3 separate regions of the Sus scrofa genome follow, and regions 2 and 3 are each linked to region 1. The links are chromatin contacts, called in public Hi-C and HiChIP or PLAC-seq maps. All regions are on one chromosome and are shown on one strand. The core of a region is the stretch at or near the end of the contact, and the rest is flanking DNA. Distances in the headings are between cores, read along the strand shown.

Region 1 (5,122 bases), core at 1,421-3,920:
TATGGCTGTGGTGTAGGCCAGCGGCAACAGCTCCGATTGGACCCCTAGCCTGGGAACCTCCATACGCCGCAGGAATGGCCCAAGAAATGGCAAAAAGACAAAACAATAAATAAATAAATAATTAAAAATTAAAAAATAAATTGTAAAAGTTTAAAAAATTAACAAATATTTAAAATTAAAAAATAAAAAACTTAGAGATGTCCCAGCTCATTTTAAGTAAAAACCAAAGACCCACTAAATCCTTTCAAGATTCTACCCTATCTGACCCTCTCTGACCTCCCCTCCCCCGATCTTCCCATCGCTCACCTGGTTCCTATCTCCCTGGCCTCCTTGCTGTTCCTGGGCATGGCAAGCATGTTCCTGATTCAGAACCTTTACACTTGCTGTTCTCTTGGCTTGGAACAATTTTTATTTATTTATTTTTTATTTATTTATTTATTTTGTCTTTTTGCCTTTTCTAGGCCGCTCCCAAGGCATATGGAGGTTCCCAGGCTAGGGGTCTAATCGGAGCTATAGCTGCCGGCCTACACCACAGCCACAGCAACTCGGGATCTGAGCCAAGTCTGGGACCCACACCACAGCTCAAGGCAACTCTGGATCCTTAACCCACTGAGCGAGGCCAGGGATCAAACGTGAAACCCCATGGTTCCTAGTCGGATTCATTAACCACTGAGCCACGATGGGAACTCCCATATTTATTTTTTTGCTTTTTAGGGCCACACCCACAGCATATGGAAGTTCCCAGTCTAGGGGTCCAGTTGGAGCAACAGCTGCCAGCCTACACCTCAGCCACAGCAACACAGGATCCTTAACCCACTAGGCAAGGCCAGGAATCGAACCTGCATCCTCATGGATACTAGTCAGGATTGTTACCACTGAGCCACACTGGGAACTCTTTAGCTTGGAACAGTTTGCCCCCAGATATTGCCATAGCTCATTCCATCTCTTTTAGGTCTTAGCTCAAATGTCACTTCTTGAACAGGTCTTCTCTGACCTTCACCCCCACCTCCCAGGAGACTGTCATGTTCCTTGCTATTTCCCTAGAATAGCCCAGGCCAGGTGGGTGCTTAATAAATATGTGCTGAGTGAATGAATGAATGACCTTAGCAGTCTGTTTGTCCTTCACCCATCTTGTGCTGCACTAGGAGATTGATAGACATCAGCAGTAACCAGCCATCGCAACCTGCTTGGAGGTCTGGGACACGTGCAGAGAGCTTGGGAAGCTGTCTCCTTGAAATCTGAGATCCAGCCCCCATCAAGGCAAAACACGTTAAACTCCTGGATTTGAAAAATCGAATGGTGTATGCTAATAATACAAGGCCACCCACTTTTGCCAGAATTCATCAGGATTTGGGCTGCAACCTGTCCCTGCTACAGAAGCATACTTTTCTTTCCTGGGAGGAAGTATAGAAGGAAGCAGGGAAGGAGCACAGGCCTGGCTGGAGACAGCAGCCACCCGGCACAAGAACACCCAGGAATCACACCTGAGGTGACTGGCTTTTCCTAGCAGCTGAGAAATCCAGGGCTTAAACCCTCAGAACACCAGAACAAGGATGGAGCTCCAAAATACATTCTAGAAGGGGTCTTATGTCCGGTCCCTGCTCCCCCTGGGCACCTCTTGGGTCCTTCCGTGGCCTCCCATTTGGTAGCACCATATGGAATTTATGTGAACAACTATTCTGTACTTTGTAGCCAGCTGGACGTGTCATTTACCTGCTGAGGCAGTAAAGTCATTTGGCTGAGCCTTAACGCATTCAGCATTTACTGAGCTTCCAACAGGAGCCCTATGCTGAGCCAGACACGGCGGTTCAGCTGTGAACCACCCAAGTCCCGGCCTTCGGGAGCTTGCTTTCTGGTGGGGAGGACGCGAACTCTTCACCGCCTACGACAAGCACTGAGAAGACAAAAGGGATGATGTCACAGTGACTGGCGGAGAGGAGGGAGCAACTCAGAGTGGCGCGGTCAGGAGGGGCCTCTGAGGAGGCAACACAATTCGTTATTGTAAGAACATGCTGTTGTCCAGCCCTTGGCCCGGCGCCTAACAGGTCTTAAGCGCTCACCAAATCTTAGTGACTCTCAGCAGTTTCCTGTCCTCTCCCTCAGGAGAGCAGGAGTCCCCAGGGGTGAGTCAGGCTCGACGTCTCTCGTCCCCCGGCGCGCCGCGCACCGTAGGGGTACGCTCGGTCCTCGCGCGGCAGGGCCCAGAAGCCGGCCCGGGGTAAACCGGTCCCAGCCAGGGAGCACTGTTTAAAGTGCCCAGGAAGCGCTGGCTCCCCGGCCCCGACCAGGCACCCTCCACACGGGTCCCTGGCACAGAGTAGACGCTGGACTGCGCGTGCTGAAGAGACGCCGCTTCTAGGTCCGCTGGCGCAAGACCTCGGCCCTCTCCACCGGCGGGTAAACCGAGCCCGAGGTGGGCGTCCACACTGCCCGCGTTCCGGTGCGGTTGGCGCCGGAGACGGAGCGGGACCGGGAGAGAAGCGCCGCCGCCCTACGCTTCCGTGCCCAGCTGCGCCAGCTGCGGTCCTGCCCCCCGCTCGCCGCGGTTGGCTGCGGCTCAGCGGCCGCTGATTGGCCGGTGTGGCCCCGGCGCGGGTCCGGATTGGCTGTGACGCGCGGCCGGGCGAGGTCCCCGCCAGCGCCGCAGTCGCGCGCGGTGCTGGGCGGTCATTGGGCGGCGTGATCTCGCCGCGGTTCCGCGGCCCTGCCGCCGCCGCCGCCGCCGCCAGCAGAGAGCACCGGGCGGGCCAGGCGAGTGGCCATGGCGGGCGCGGAAGACGGACCGGGCCAGCAGCTGGAGCTCGACGAGGACGAGGCGGCGTATTGCCGGCGCTGGGGCGCGCAGCATGCCGGGGCCCGCGAGCTGGCCGCGCTCTACTCACCAGGTAGGACCTCTGGGCCCCCCTCCGGGCCTGCAGTCACCCGTCCGAGCTACGGACAGCGACCCCCAGTCCGCTGTATCGGAACCCCTGCCTCAGGCCTCGATGCAAACTCCAGCGGCTTCTAACTTGCAAATAGCACCCCTAAGTCCGGGACCCCACCCCTGCGCCTCTTCCAAGCCCAAGCTAGAATCCCAGTCCCGGGACTTTCTGGATGCAAAAACAGTCCCCAGGTCTAGAAACTGCCATATCAGCTCCTCGGGCAACAAACAGCTCCCATCATCCTACCAGATCCAGATCCTAGCCCAGGGTACCCGCGGCTGCAAAGAGCGTCCCTAGACTTAGGAACCACCCCGCACCCCAGGACCCCGTCCAAGCTGAAGGCAACCCCTCAGCCACATGCACCGTCCTCGACCCCCCCAAAAGTTACACCGTATTCCAAGTTCCCCAGATCGGAAGTTCACACTCTAGGGCCCCATCTCTGCCCTAGCCAAGGCCCTGGACTTTAGTAACCTCACCCCACAAATCTGGGCACGTTTAGGCTCCCTGCTCTGGGAACATCAACTCAGGGTCCCACAGCTAATGGGTTCCCCAGAAACTTTTCCTCCAAAGCCCCATCCTGTATTTATAGATTCCATCTGCAGACCACCCTTCCCTCCTCCTCCCCTCCCCCCAGCATTATCTCTCACTCCATACTTTGGAATCCTAGGGTGGTGGGGGCACTACGAATCTTCCATTTAAGCTCCTCTCATATACAAGCCCCAACTCCAACCTTCTCCCATGTGTTTATATTAGCCCCCTCTATTAGGACTTGAGGGTCTCCAGAGGTTCTGTCCCCAGGCCAAGGGCCCTGGCTTCTTCCTGCTGGGCCTACCATTTCTGCTCCGGCAAGCACCAGCGCCCTCCCCCTTCTCTGACTTCCACTTGAGCTTCAGGAATCTCATTGCCAGGTTGCAGGAAGGCCAAGTGTCCCCAGGGGTTAAGGAAGTGCCTTTGAGAACTCTGGAGTCAGGTGACTGGGAGGCCCCTCTGCCTGGATGTTGCCATCACACCAAGCTTTGTTTGTCAAACGTTCGGACATCTTTCATTTTGCCAGGGTGTATCCACCATGTACAGCCCTAGCCTGGGGCAGGCATGAGTCCACTACCACCTTTGGCTTTGTGCCCTGACTGGCCTGGGTTTGCATACCATCTCTGCCATAACTGTGACCTTGGGCCATTTGCTCTCTCTTTGTGTCCTAGCTCACCAGAGGCCTTTCTAGACTTGTAATTCCATGTTCTGTTTGTAATTTTTTTTCATGCCTAAGTTGGGCACCTGGCCCATGCTGCCATGGTTTCTTCAGCCTGTTCCCCAGACACCCAGTCTGTGGCCTTTAAAACCTCCTCTGCTCCCTAAGACAGTCTGGACCTGACTTCCGGACTCTACTTCTTAGCTGTATGACCTGGGCCAAGCCACTTTCCATCTCTGAGCCTCTGTTTCCTCACCTCTAAAATGGGAACAAGGTACAGTTTATCTGTTCCTCAGTATCATTGAAAAGAAGAAATTAGATCATCTCCCTTGGCCAGTGCCTGGGATACAGTAGGCAATCCCTGTTATTAACCCAATAGTTGAACCTTTCCTGTGAGTCTCGGAGTAAGCTGCCTTGCCTCTTTGGTCCTCAGACTCACCACCTGGGATCAAGGATTCAGGGGCCCCCCTCCTTTGGTGTCCAGCTCTACCCACCTTCAACCAAATCGTACGTTGTCATTCTAAGCCTCCCCAGTGGACCACCATCTCTTCATTCCCATGATTGACCCTCTGTCCACTTCTGGTTTCCCCAAGTGCCCCTCACTCTCTAAAGAACAGCCACTTGGGGATCTAAGGCTGCAATCTCCTGGTGCCCCACACCTGCAGTCAGAGACCTTATCTCCTCCTGACTGCACTTGGGGCAGGGCTGGGAAAAGTGCCTGGGTAGGGGGAGTGAGGAAGGAAGAACGGTTTCTCCAAATTCCATCCTCCTCCCTCTGCCTGCCTTTGTCCCTTTCTTATGTAGCTTTTAATAAGAACCTTCATTTCTCTGGGCCTAAAATAAGGGGCCAGACTGAATACATATTGAGCACCCTTGTCCCAGTCCCTGTTCTAGGCTTTGAGGGCAAAGAGGTAAACAAAGTAAGAAGAATGGAGCTGGCATTTTAGTAAACTCAGTAAACAAGGGAAATATCTTACTTGCCTAATGGTGACAAGTGCTGTGAAACTTGTAGCAG
Region 2 (5,122 bases), core at 1,282-3,781, 320 kb before region 1:
TACAAAATGTCAAGCAAAAATTACATATTATTTTTAAAATCATCAGACTCAGCAAGCTCAAAATGATTTTATATAAGGCTGCCCTCACTGTGACATGCTATAAAATATTAATTTTTTTAACTTCCATTTTCTACCAACCATAAACACATTTCTGTGAATTCCTAAAAAATAATGGTTTTGGTAAATTGGCACACACTTTGGAAAAGTGCCACTTTAGATCTCAAGGTCGTTTGAACCCCTCATTTTTTAAAATGTCACAGTTGGCCACTTTTAATGTCCAGAAGCCACTTTTTATGTCCGGAAAGAAAAGAACTTCTGATTGTAACTCTGCAAAAGAAAAATATCTGTACTGCAGAGGTGAGAAAGCCCATGGTGTACGATTCTTTAAGATAAAAGAAACTACCTCTAGAATCTAGAGAAATCAACTGTACAGCAACCTCAACTAGCTCCTGGGGTTCCAAGGTGATAGACAAACATAAGAACAATGAGAGAAATTAAGGGAAGACCATGTTCCATGCTAGTGGCCTGCTGAACACAGTTTTAACAATGCTTGAGTGACTGGTCTCCCACACTGCCCAGTGCCTCCTGGAGGCCACCCCCAGATGTGATGCGGAATATCATAATCAACCCCAACACTTCAGACAGAGAATTGTTTCATTTAAACCACTTTAGAGTCTACTGTATTAAATGCGATGCAGTAAATTTGTCTACACATTCTCTAAGTCACTAGCGGAATTCATTCGATTAACTCAGAGAGACTAGACACGGAATACAAATTTTATATATTGATTGATCGTACTTATACAGATTAAAGTGGTTAGAAATATTAGCCTATCAGAAGCTAATATACATTACAGTGCAACTAAAGAGAATCCTGTCAAATAAGCTTGATGCAAATCCACATGAAACCAAGCCTGACAAAAAAAGGCTTTTGTTAGTCAAGCATACCAAAGAACTGCTTAAAGCTTTTTTCCTTTTTAAGTGGAGCTCAAAATAGACTTTAATACTACCAGCTGATGGATCTCACAATTTGCCTTTTGAGCCTATAAGCCCCAAACAGAATAAACTGCCTTCTCCCTTTACACAAGTAACAACATCTCTCTATTCTGTACATTGCTTATTTAAAACACCGAGTGTGGTTTTGGTTAATCCTCACAACCCCCACAATGACATTTAATAGGCAGCACGTATTTTCTTCAGAGGATTTAGCTGTTTGGGAAAGCAGACCTCTGGGTCTTTTTAATCTGAAGATGTGGCGATATGTGAGAACCCCCACCTTCCTAACTTTTCATTTCTGAACCACCATAACCCACAAGAAGATGAGGACTGGGAAGACACGATCATCTCAACCATGATCAAAGGATAAGATGCTCATGGAGGAAAGATACTATTTTAGAGAGGGATAAAAAAGGTTAATCTTCCCTGTTGCTTGTCCGACACAGGGTAATATTTTGGCCCAGTGGAGTGGGTACTACTGGCTTCCCGGCTAGAAAGCAAGAGTCTGACACTCTCAGGGCTTAGCTCACAGAGCAGACGTCTCTTCCTCTGACAGATCTTCCCTGATCCCATTCTCTGAGGTAGCCCACTTTCCCCTAAAGTTACTCTTCACCCCGTTATGTTTTGTTTTCTTCACAGCACTTGTCGCCATCTGAAATTATTTGCTTTTGTGTCTGACCGTCCTATTCGACTCGCAGCTCCACGGGGGACAGGATCTTGTCTGTCTTGTCCAGCAAACACTACCTCCAACGCCTAGGCAGTGCCTAGCACGGAAGAGGCACGCCAATTCAGACCCATTAAATGAATGAACAGGAAGGGGGAAGGGACTGTCATCCATGGGACTCGACACACACTAGGGGAAAGGAAATGTAAAGGAGGGAGGGGAGAGCAACCCTTTCCCCCAGAGAGACAAAGGAAGACAGTTTGAGGTGGTCCAGTTTAGAAAAGGAAGTAGTGGGGGTGTTCTATCAACCCCTGGGGACAAAGACTGGACAGGCAGGGGGGCGGGGTCGGGGTGCAAGGGGGAGCAGAGGCGGGCGGCTCCCAGGACTGAGAGGTCACCCGGGCTGGAGGATATGAGGTAGGTGGGAAATCAAAGGGGACTGCGAAGCCAGGGAGAGACGCAGACCCACCCGGGGGACAAAGAGAGGGGACCGGCCTCCGCTGCCGTCGGACCGAATCCTCAAGCAGCAGGGCTGAGCGGAGGGCGGGACCCAGGCGGAGAAAGGGGTCTGGGGTCTGAAGAGAAGGTTCACGAGGCCTAAGCGAAGGGCCTGCCGCGCTCCGGGGAGCTCCCGCACCTGGTAAATGGCCGCCCAGTTCCCGGCCTTGTCGATCTGCTCGAACTCCTTTTCCATCTCCATGACCGGCCAGGGCGGCTGCTGCGCCTCCTCCTGGGCCCACTGCGCCGTCTGTTTCTCTCGGCCGCTTCGCACACTCCGCCCGGAGTCCCGCAGCAAACCTCGACTCCGGCCGCTACCGCCGCCCCGGCCGCCGCTGCTTCTTCATGTCAACCCGGCAGCCGGAAGTACGCACAGCGCTGCCGCGGGCTCCGCCCCTCAAGCGGAAGGACCAATAAGCGTTCAAAACGTCATCGAGCACTTCCGCAGGGCGGAGTCGGGGGAGGTGCTGAGGAGAGCCGCCTCAGCCCCGCGAGATATCTTGCAGCGTGCGCTTCCTCCTCCCATCCTGGGCTCCGGGCTTGGGCGTGGCACGCGCCGGTTGCTTAGGCGACCCCCGGGAGCCCCGCCCACGCGCGTGGGTTTGCAAAGCCCCCACAGATTTAGAGTTTAAGCCTCCACGTGGTCCATTGAGTCAGAGAGTGACTTTGAAGCATCATCCCTGTTTCCTGCAGCTCCAGGGCCCAGGCCTAAGTGCTCCAAGCTGCGGGGGTGGGGGCCGCTGAACGCTCCCCTTCTATCTTCCCGCCTCCAGCAAGATATGCGCGTTTTTTTCATGACAACTTAGAGCTTCCTGATTTACCAGGCTGCTGGTGCCCCCTGAATGTACTATCCTTGTCTGAAACTCAAGATTTCCATTTGGAGTCTCCTATCTTGGGCATTGCAAGAATGAATGGATTGGGGTCTTGTAATGATTTTCACTTTTTCCCAAAGTAGGAAGGAAAACCTGCTCAGACTGGACTCAGTGGAGCACAAATTCCATGGTGCATTCGTGTGTTGAATAATGGCAGATTTCTGGGTCCACCTCCAAAGGATTCGGATACAGGAATCTGTATTTTTCACGGGCAACTCCAGCTAATTCTATATCTATGATCTTTGAAGCACATATGAGAAGGGCTGGTCAGGTTTCCTTCCCACAGATTCTACTTTAAGCCATCCAGTTTTGGTCCTGACACGTTATGTGGAGATTGCGAATTCCATGGGGTCAGAGACCTAGAGGAGGACAGAATTATCTCTGTTCACTCTTCCCATCTCAAGCCTCCCAAGAAGCAGCTGTGTTGAATTCCAGCTCATTCCTTGAATGCTTATGGCAGGCACTGTGCCTGGCATTCCAAGTACACTTTCTCATTTAATCTCTACAACAACCCTACAATATAGACACTGGTATCATTCCCATTTTACAGGTGAGGAAACTGAGGTGCAGAGAGGCAAAATCACTTGTCCAGTGTAGCTTTGCATATTGGTATGGAAGCCAGGATTCTAAGTAGTCTCCAGGGGAGTGCTTGCTTTGGAGCCAGGCTGATTCCAAATTCCAACGCAACCAAACACTAGCTGTGCAACCTTGGGCAAATTACCTACCCCTTCTCTGCCTTCTTTCCCTTCTTTGTTAAATGAAGATAATAAAAGTACCCACTTCAGGAGTCCCTGTCGTGGCTCAGCAGAAACAAATCTGACTAGCATCCGTGAGGACGCAGCTTCGATCCCTAGCCTTGCTCAGTGGATTAAAGGATTCAGCGTTGCTGCAAGATGTGGTGTAGGTTGCAGACACAGCTCAGATCTGGCATTGCTATGGTTGTGGTGTAGGCGGGCAGCTACAGCTCTGATATGACCCCTAGCCTGGGAACCTTCATATGCCACATGTGCAGCCCTAAAAAGACAAAAAAAAAAAAAGTACCTACTTCATAGGGTGGTGTGAAGATTGAAAGAGTATTTATAATGCTTTCAGTATAATGAGTTGATCAATTAATATGACCCTTCATTATTATATACCTTCAATTAACAGCAAATGGGAGATAAATTCTTTTTTTAAGTCTTTTTAAGGCCAGTTTATTTTACATTTTTTTAAGTTAAATTATTTATTTATAAATAAATAACCATGTGGAAGTTCCCAGGCCAGGGGTGGAAACTGCACCACAGTAGTGACAAAGCCAGGTCTTTAAAACACTGAGCCACCAGGGAACTCTAGGAGGTAAATTCTTAAAAAAAAACTTAAAAAAAAATTTTTTTTTTTTTGGGCCGCACCTGTGCCACATGGACGTTCCTAGGCTAGGGGTTGAATCGGAGCTGCAGCTGCCGGATTACACCACAGCCAGAGGAACGCCAGATCTGAGTCCCATCTTTGGCCTACACTGCAGCTTACAGAAACGCCAGATCCTTAACCCATTGAGCGAGGCTAAGGATCGAACCCTCATCCTCATGGATACTAGTCAGTTTCTTAACCCACTGAGCCGTATCAGGAACTCAAGGAGGTACATTCTTATTGGATAAATGCAATTGGTTTGATAGACAATGTCTTTGGAAACTGAGTATTCCAAGGAGGGGGAAATTAACAAAAGATGCCCATTTGGGTGAAAAGTTTGGAAACCTCACACTTTGAAGCTGCCTAATTAAAGTCTTAGCCATTTAAGTGACTCTCCAGGTTCATGTACTCTTTCTGCCCTTATTTCTTCGAGTGCTAGTTTGTCTGGAACTCACAGAACTGAGAGCTCCTTGAGGGGGACAGAGAACAGGGCTGGTCCATTCCTCTCCCTGTGAGCTGAGCTAAGTAAGTAAATAAATCAAACACTAATCTGGAGCCCAAGTGGCCCTCATGCCTGCAGGGAGTGCCACCCAGTGACTGGACCAGGCTTTGAATGGGGCCAACGCTATGCACACGATCTTGGTGGAGGAGTGGGAAGGGGGTGCAGGAGGCTAGAGCAGGGTCCATGTGTAATCAATGGATGTAT
Region 3 (5,122 bases), core at 1,811-4,310, 280 kb before region 1:
CCTTACTCACAGGTGGAGGGGACAAAGAGCCGTTCCCAGGCTGGTGATAAACCTGAGGCCCAAAGGTGTAGTCTCAGGCTTGGCCACTTGGTGTCACTCTCTCCAAACTGTCAGAAGCCTGGCCAGTGAAGTTGGACAGAGGACTGGGGACTCTGGGCAGAGCTAGCTGCAAGCTGATCCTGAAGAAGGCAAAGGGCCCCTAGCCTGTCCTTCCCATGGGTGTGCAGAATTCATGCCTGTTTCCTATGTGCCCATGATATGTGGAATAAGAATTGGGTCCTGCACTGTGTCCACTCTGAGCTAAGTGTTCAATGGGCAATCATTTCACACACACCTTCCAGCCGTACGGTCTTCCCATGTTATGGAGGAGAAAGCTGAGGCTAAGGGTGTTGGAATGATGTTCCCAACTAAAAGTATCCAATTCAAACTTGTATTCCATCCCAGATCTGAGTTGTAAGCTTAGAGTTTTGATACCCAGCAAGTGCACAGTAGGACAACTGTATTAATAATCCCTTGTTTTTTCTTTTTTGGCTCTCCTTTTTTTATTTTTCTGCAACAGATGGAAGTTTCTGGACAGGGATCCAATCAAGCCATTGCTGCAGCAATGCCGGATCCTTAACCCACTGCGCTGGCTGAGGATTGAACCCTTAACCTCCATAGAGACAAGCTGGATCATTAACCCACTGGGCCACAGTGGGACTCCTAAAACTCACTTTTTCATGGAATATAGTTCCAACCACCCAACCTCAGACTCGATAAGGTTCTTGGCAATGAACATAATCTGTTTAGGGGAGTTCACGTTTTCTATTGCTTTTTGACGTAGAAATTAGTTTTCCTCTGACTAACGAGAAAACTCAGAGGGTCGGTATGTATGTATGTATTGTCTTTTAGGGCCACACCTGAGGCATATAGATGTTCCCAGGCTAGGGGTCAAATCAGAGCTACAATGCCAGCCTCCACCACAGCCATAGCAACGCCAGATCTGAGCTGCGTCTGCGACCTACACCACAGCTCATGGCAGTGCTGGATCTTTCACCCACCAAGTGAGGCCAAGGAGTGAACCTGCGTCCTCATGGACACTAGTCAGATTTGTTTCCACTGAGCTACGACAGGAACTCCAGAGGGTCTACTTTTAAAGAATTTTTTTTTTAAGCTACCAAATAGTTCTTGATAATGATTTCAAAAGTTGGAAAATCCACTTAAGTAAAAAGAATAAAAGTCACTCCAAATTCATACCACCCAGAGATAAGTGGTGCTGACACTATGGAGCACACCCTTGTGGGCACTTCTCTCCCTCTCTCATCTGTCAGGGCATTAAACGCTTTTTGAAAAATTATTAAGGAAACATAGTCATGTGAGAAATAATTGAAAAGGCGCCGCAAGATTTACAGTGGATATTCTCTCTCTAATCCTTAACCCCTGCCCCCCTGCTCCAAATCTCCAAGCTTCTCTCTCCAGAAGCCGTCCTGGTGGTCATTTCTCGGGGATCGTTACAGAGCGATCCACAGTGTAGATAAGCAAAGGCGTTCATGGATTCCTGTAGCTGTTTCTCTAAATAGACGCATACGACACACCCTGTTCTGCATTGGTTTTGTTTGGTTTTGTTTTGTTTTTTACTTAACAATGTACCTTGGAGATCTTTCCAGATCGGCACTAGGAGAGCATTCTTCACACATTCCATTGTCTGAATATAATAATTTATCTAACCAGCCCCTGGTGATAGTCATGTAGGTGATTCCAGTCTTTTGCTGCAGCAAACAATGCTGCAATTAGTATTCCCTTCACAGGAGTCTTTCCGTGTATGTGGATCTATTTCTGTGGGGATACATTCCTAGCAGCTGAACTGCCTGGTCACAGGGCAGGTGCGTTTTTAAATTTTAACACTTATTGTCCAAATGCTTTCTAAGGTCATACCTACCAATTGGCATTCAGACCATCAGCTTACGTGAGGGCTGGTTTCCCCACACTCTAGCCGACGCCTACTATGATTTGACTTCTCAATCTTTGCCCTGCTCACTGGGGAAAAAGGTGTTCACGGTGGTTGTATTCTGCAGTCCTTCCTTTTATATTAGGTTGGGGATTTAAAAATATATCTAAAGGCCATTTGTATTATTATTTCTTTTCTGGTAGCAAAGCATTCAGTCCTTTGCCTATCTTTCCATTGGATAATTGTTTCTTTTTTTCCATCTGCAAGAGCTCTTTATATAAGAAGAAATTTAGGTCTTTCTTTCTCATATATGCTACAAGTGTACCTATTTGAACATCCAGGTAAGCCAAACAAAAATGGGATCCTTCTGGGCACAAGGTTTTTGAAGCCTGAGGTTACTTGATGATATATGTGGATCCCATTCCATGTAAGTAAATATGTCTTTATAAAACAAAAATCACTCTGATGGAGTGCCCAGTGTGCCTCAGTGTAACAAACCTGACTAGTGTCCATGAGGACACTGGTTCGATCCCTCCTTGATCAGTGGGGTTAAGGATCTGGCATTGCTGTGAGCTGTAGTGTAGGCTGCAGACGTGGCTTGGATCCTGCGTTGCTGTGGCTGTGGCATAGGCTGGCAGCTACAGCTCCAATTCAACCCCTAGCCTGGGAACTTCCACATGCCACAGGTGCAGCCCTAAAAAGACAAAAAACAAAACCAAAACAAAACCAAAAAATCACTCTGAGTAGTTTGGAAGTTCATCAAATGTAAATGGTTATGGATTTGGATGTACACCAGTGTCAGAGAAGACGATTGTGAAGAGTCCCATGTGCGCTGTCTGTTTTTGTCTGTTACCTAATCTAGTCCTTCAACAACACTGAAGTGACATCATCCCCATTTTATAGGGGAGGAAACTGAGGTCCAGAAAGGTCATAGAATTTGGCTCAAGTCTTCCTGCTGCTCTGTTCAAGAGCTGGGATCCAAACGCCCAAGCCTTTGCTGCCATCTTTCATTACTTTAAATCTCTACCCTGACAACTAGTCTGGAGACTATGGCCCTGGGGTAAGTCCCCAATCTCTCCACCACTACCCAAGGCTGGGGAATTTCACGCAGTTTAGGGATGAGGCCACCAGGAGGCGCTGGGGACACATCCCTTGTTTAACTGGCTGCAGCCTGGAATGGGACGTTGTGACAGTCCAAGGTCTCTAGACATTGCCAAATCTAGACATTGCCAAATGGCCTTGGGTTTAGAACCCCTACTGTGGACCTACAGGGCCCAGGCAGTGACCGAAGTTAGTCCTGCTTAAGGTAAGAATGGCTCACACACACAGAGCCTCACATATAGGAACTTGTATTAACAAGTATTAATACCCTGGGGGTGGGGACCGACACCATCCCTGCCACAGAGATGAGAAAACTGAGGCCCAGAGAAGTTCAGTGACTTGCCCAAGGCCACACAGCCAGTAGGTGGCAGAGCTGGGGCTTGAACCCAAGTTGTCAGGCTCCAGCACCTGTGCCCTTAACCAATGTAATCTACTGTCCCTCAGAAAAGTATGCATTGCTTGGGTTTCAAATCCACAGAAATATTCTCTTGTTCCACAAAGAAATACCTTTTCTCCCAGTTTTCTTTTTATATATTTTCATTTTCCCACTTTTGATGGAAAGTCATGTACAAGAGATTTTTCGTTTTCATTATATTTGTACTGTGAGAAAAACGCCAGCCCCAGTGCCATGATAAACGGCAGCTGAGACTCAACCTCAACATGAGGGATGCACTGGGGAGTGGTGGGGACCGTGGTGTCCCAGACGGCTCAGCCTGGTTAGTCCTGGCACTTTGTTTCCTGTGGGCTGGCCCAATTTTGCAAGAGAAGGCAGAAATCTAGATTACTTATGTGAAATTTCCTAATTTTTACACAATGGCAATTAATTAAAAAGTTAAAAACCCTTGATGTCCAAATAAAACAAGTCTGAAGCCTGATTTGGCCTGAGAACTGCCAGTTTAAGACCTTCCTGAAGGGTGCATTCAAGGTCCAGGAACAAACACTTGAACTCCTAATGCCTCTGCTTTCCATGACCATTTATTTAGTTAATTCTTTTACATGTATAGTCATGCATTCATTCCATGTATGCATTCTACTCACTCACTCACTCATCCATCAATATCATCCATCCACCCACCCATCTATCCATCCATCCATCCTTTCATTCATGCATTTCACTTATCTATCCACTCATCCATTCATCCATCTACCTGTCCATCCTCCATTCATCTATCCATCCATCCATCCTTTCATTCATACATTTCACCCTCCTACATATCTATTCATTCATCCATCTATCTGTCCATCCATCCATCCATCTCTCCATCCATCCATCTCTCCATCCATCCATCCATCCATCCATCCATCAATTTATCCTTTCATCCATGCATTTCACCCACTTACCTTTCCATACGTTCATATATCTATCTGTCCATACATCTATCTGTCCATCCATCCATCCATCCTTTCATTCATGCATTTCACTTATCTATCCACCTATCCATTCATCCACTGACCTGTCCATCCAGCCAGCCAGCCAGCCATGCATTCATCCATCCATCTCTCCATCTATCCATCCATTTACCCTTTCATCCATTCATTTCACCCACTTAACTTTCAGTGAATCTGTCCATCCATCCATCCATCCATCCATCCATCCATCCATCCATCCCCAATTTGTTAATTAATTTAGTCATTCATTATTATTAGGTCCTCATGTGCTAGATCCTATGCCAAGCCCTGGGAATATGGTAAAGCCTGTGAACCCATCCCTTTCTCCAGAAACTCACCATTTGGTTTAGTAGATATGAGAAGAAGGAGACTAATCAGACAGAATGAAACCAAATGGTGTTAAATTTAGACTCAGCCATTTACCAGCTAGGCAACCTTGAACAAATTGTTTAACATTTTAAGCCTCAGTTTCCTGCTCTGTAAAATGAGGCTAATGTAGTGACCTATGGTTTCCTCCATACATGTTGTCAGGACCAGGTTAAGTCAGGTAACATGTGAAGAGGGGCACAGACTCAGTGATACATGTTATGCTATGGGGACACGTGGGGCTGTGGCGACAGGCAGGGGTCTGGGAAGGCTTTGGGGAGTGGCAGCATCACAGTGTCCACCATACCCTGTGCTGGGAGAGGGCATGCTTTGTCATTT

What was found. A called contact is a pair of places that touch in the nucleus more often than the background predicts. HiChIP or PLAC-seq counts read pairs in DNA pulled down with a chosen protein or histone mark.
Region 2: a contact with region 1 is called in an H3K27ac HiChIP or PLAC-seq map of alveolar macrophages. The contact joins the promoter of PTPN1 here to the promoter of TMEM189 in region 1. A contact is called at or near these places in 1 of 5 promoter capture datasets (liver) and 2 of 2 datasets of contacts at active chromatin or transcription factors (alveolar macrophages and skeletal muscle).
Region 3: a Hi-C map of adipose tissue shows a contact between it and region 1, with 5 times the contacts expected there. The contact joins the enhancer-like site here to the promoter of TMEM189 in region 1. A contact is called at or near these places in 1 of 5 promoter capture datasets (fetal skeletal muscle), 1 of 47 Hi-C or Micro-C datasets (adipose tissue) and 2 of 2 datasets of contacts at active chromatin or transcription factors (alveolar macrophages and skeletal muscle).

What each region holds. Positions count from the first base shown.
Region 1 is chr17:51,695,529-51,700,650 of Sscrofa11.1, reverse strand. TMEM189 (transmembrane protein 189) reads left to right here and starts at 2,670. Exons shown (of 6, transcript NM_001205093.1): 1 at 2,670-2,885. The coding sequence starts at 2,762. LOC102164659 (a long non-coding RNA gene) reads right to left here and starts at 2,525. Exons shown (of 3, transcript XR_002339851.1): 1 at 2,061-2,525.
Region 2 is chr17:52,014,513-52,019,634 of Sscrofa11.1, reverse strand. PTPN1 (protein tyrosine phosphatase, non-receptor type 1) reads right to left here and starts at 2,531. Exons shown (of 10, transcript NM_001113435.1): 1 at 2,298-2,531. The coding sequence starts at 2,360.
Region 3 is chr17:51,972,074-51,977,195 of Sscrofa11.1, reverse strand. No RefSeq gene overlaps it. Among named protein-coding and RNA genes, the nearest start is that of PTPN1, 42 kb to the left of the region's middle. Within about 2 kb of position 3,060, at least 14 of the 83 cell types and tissues checked have an H3K27ac peak or open chromatin away from gene starts, as enhancers often do. A contact at or near this core is called in adipose tissue, alveolar macrophages and skeletal muscle, where this site is marked.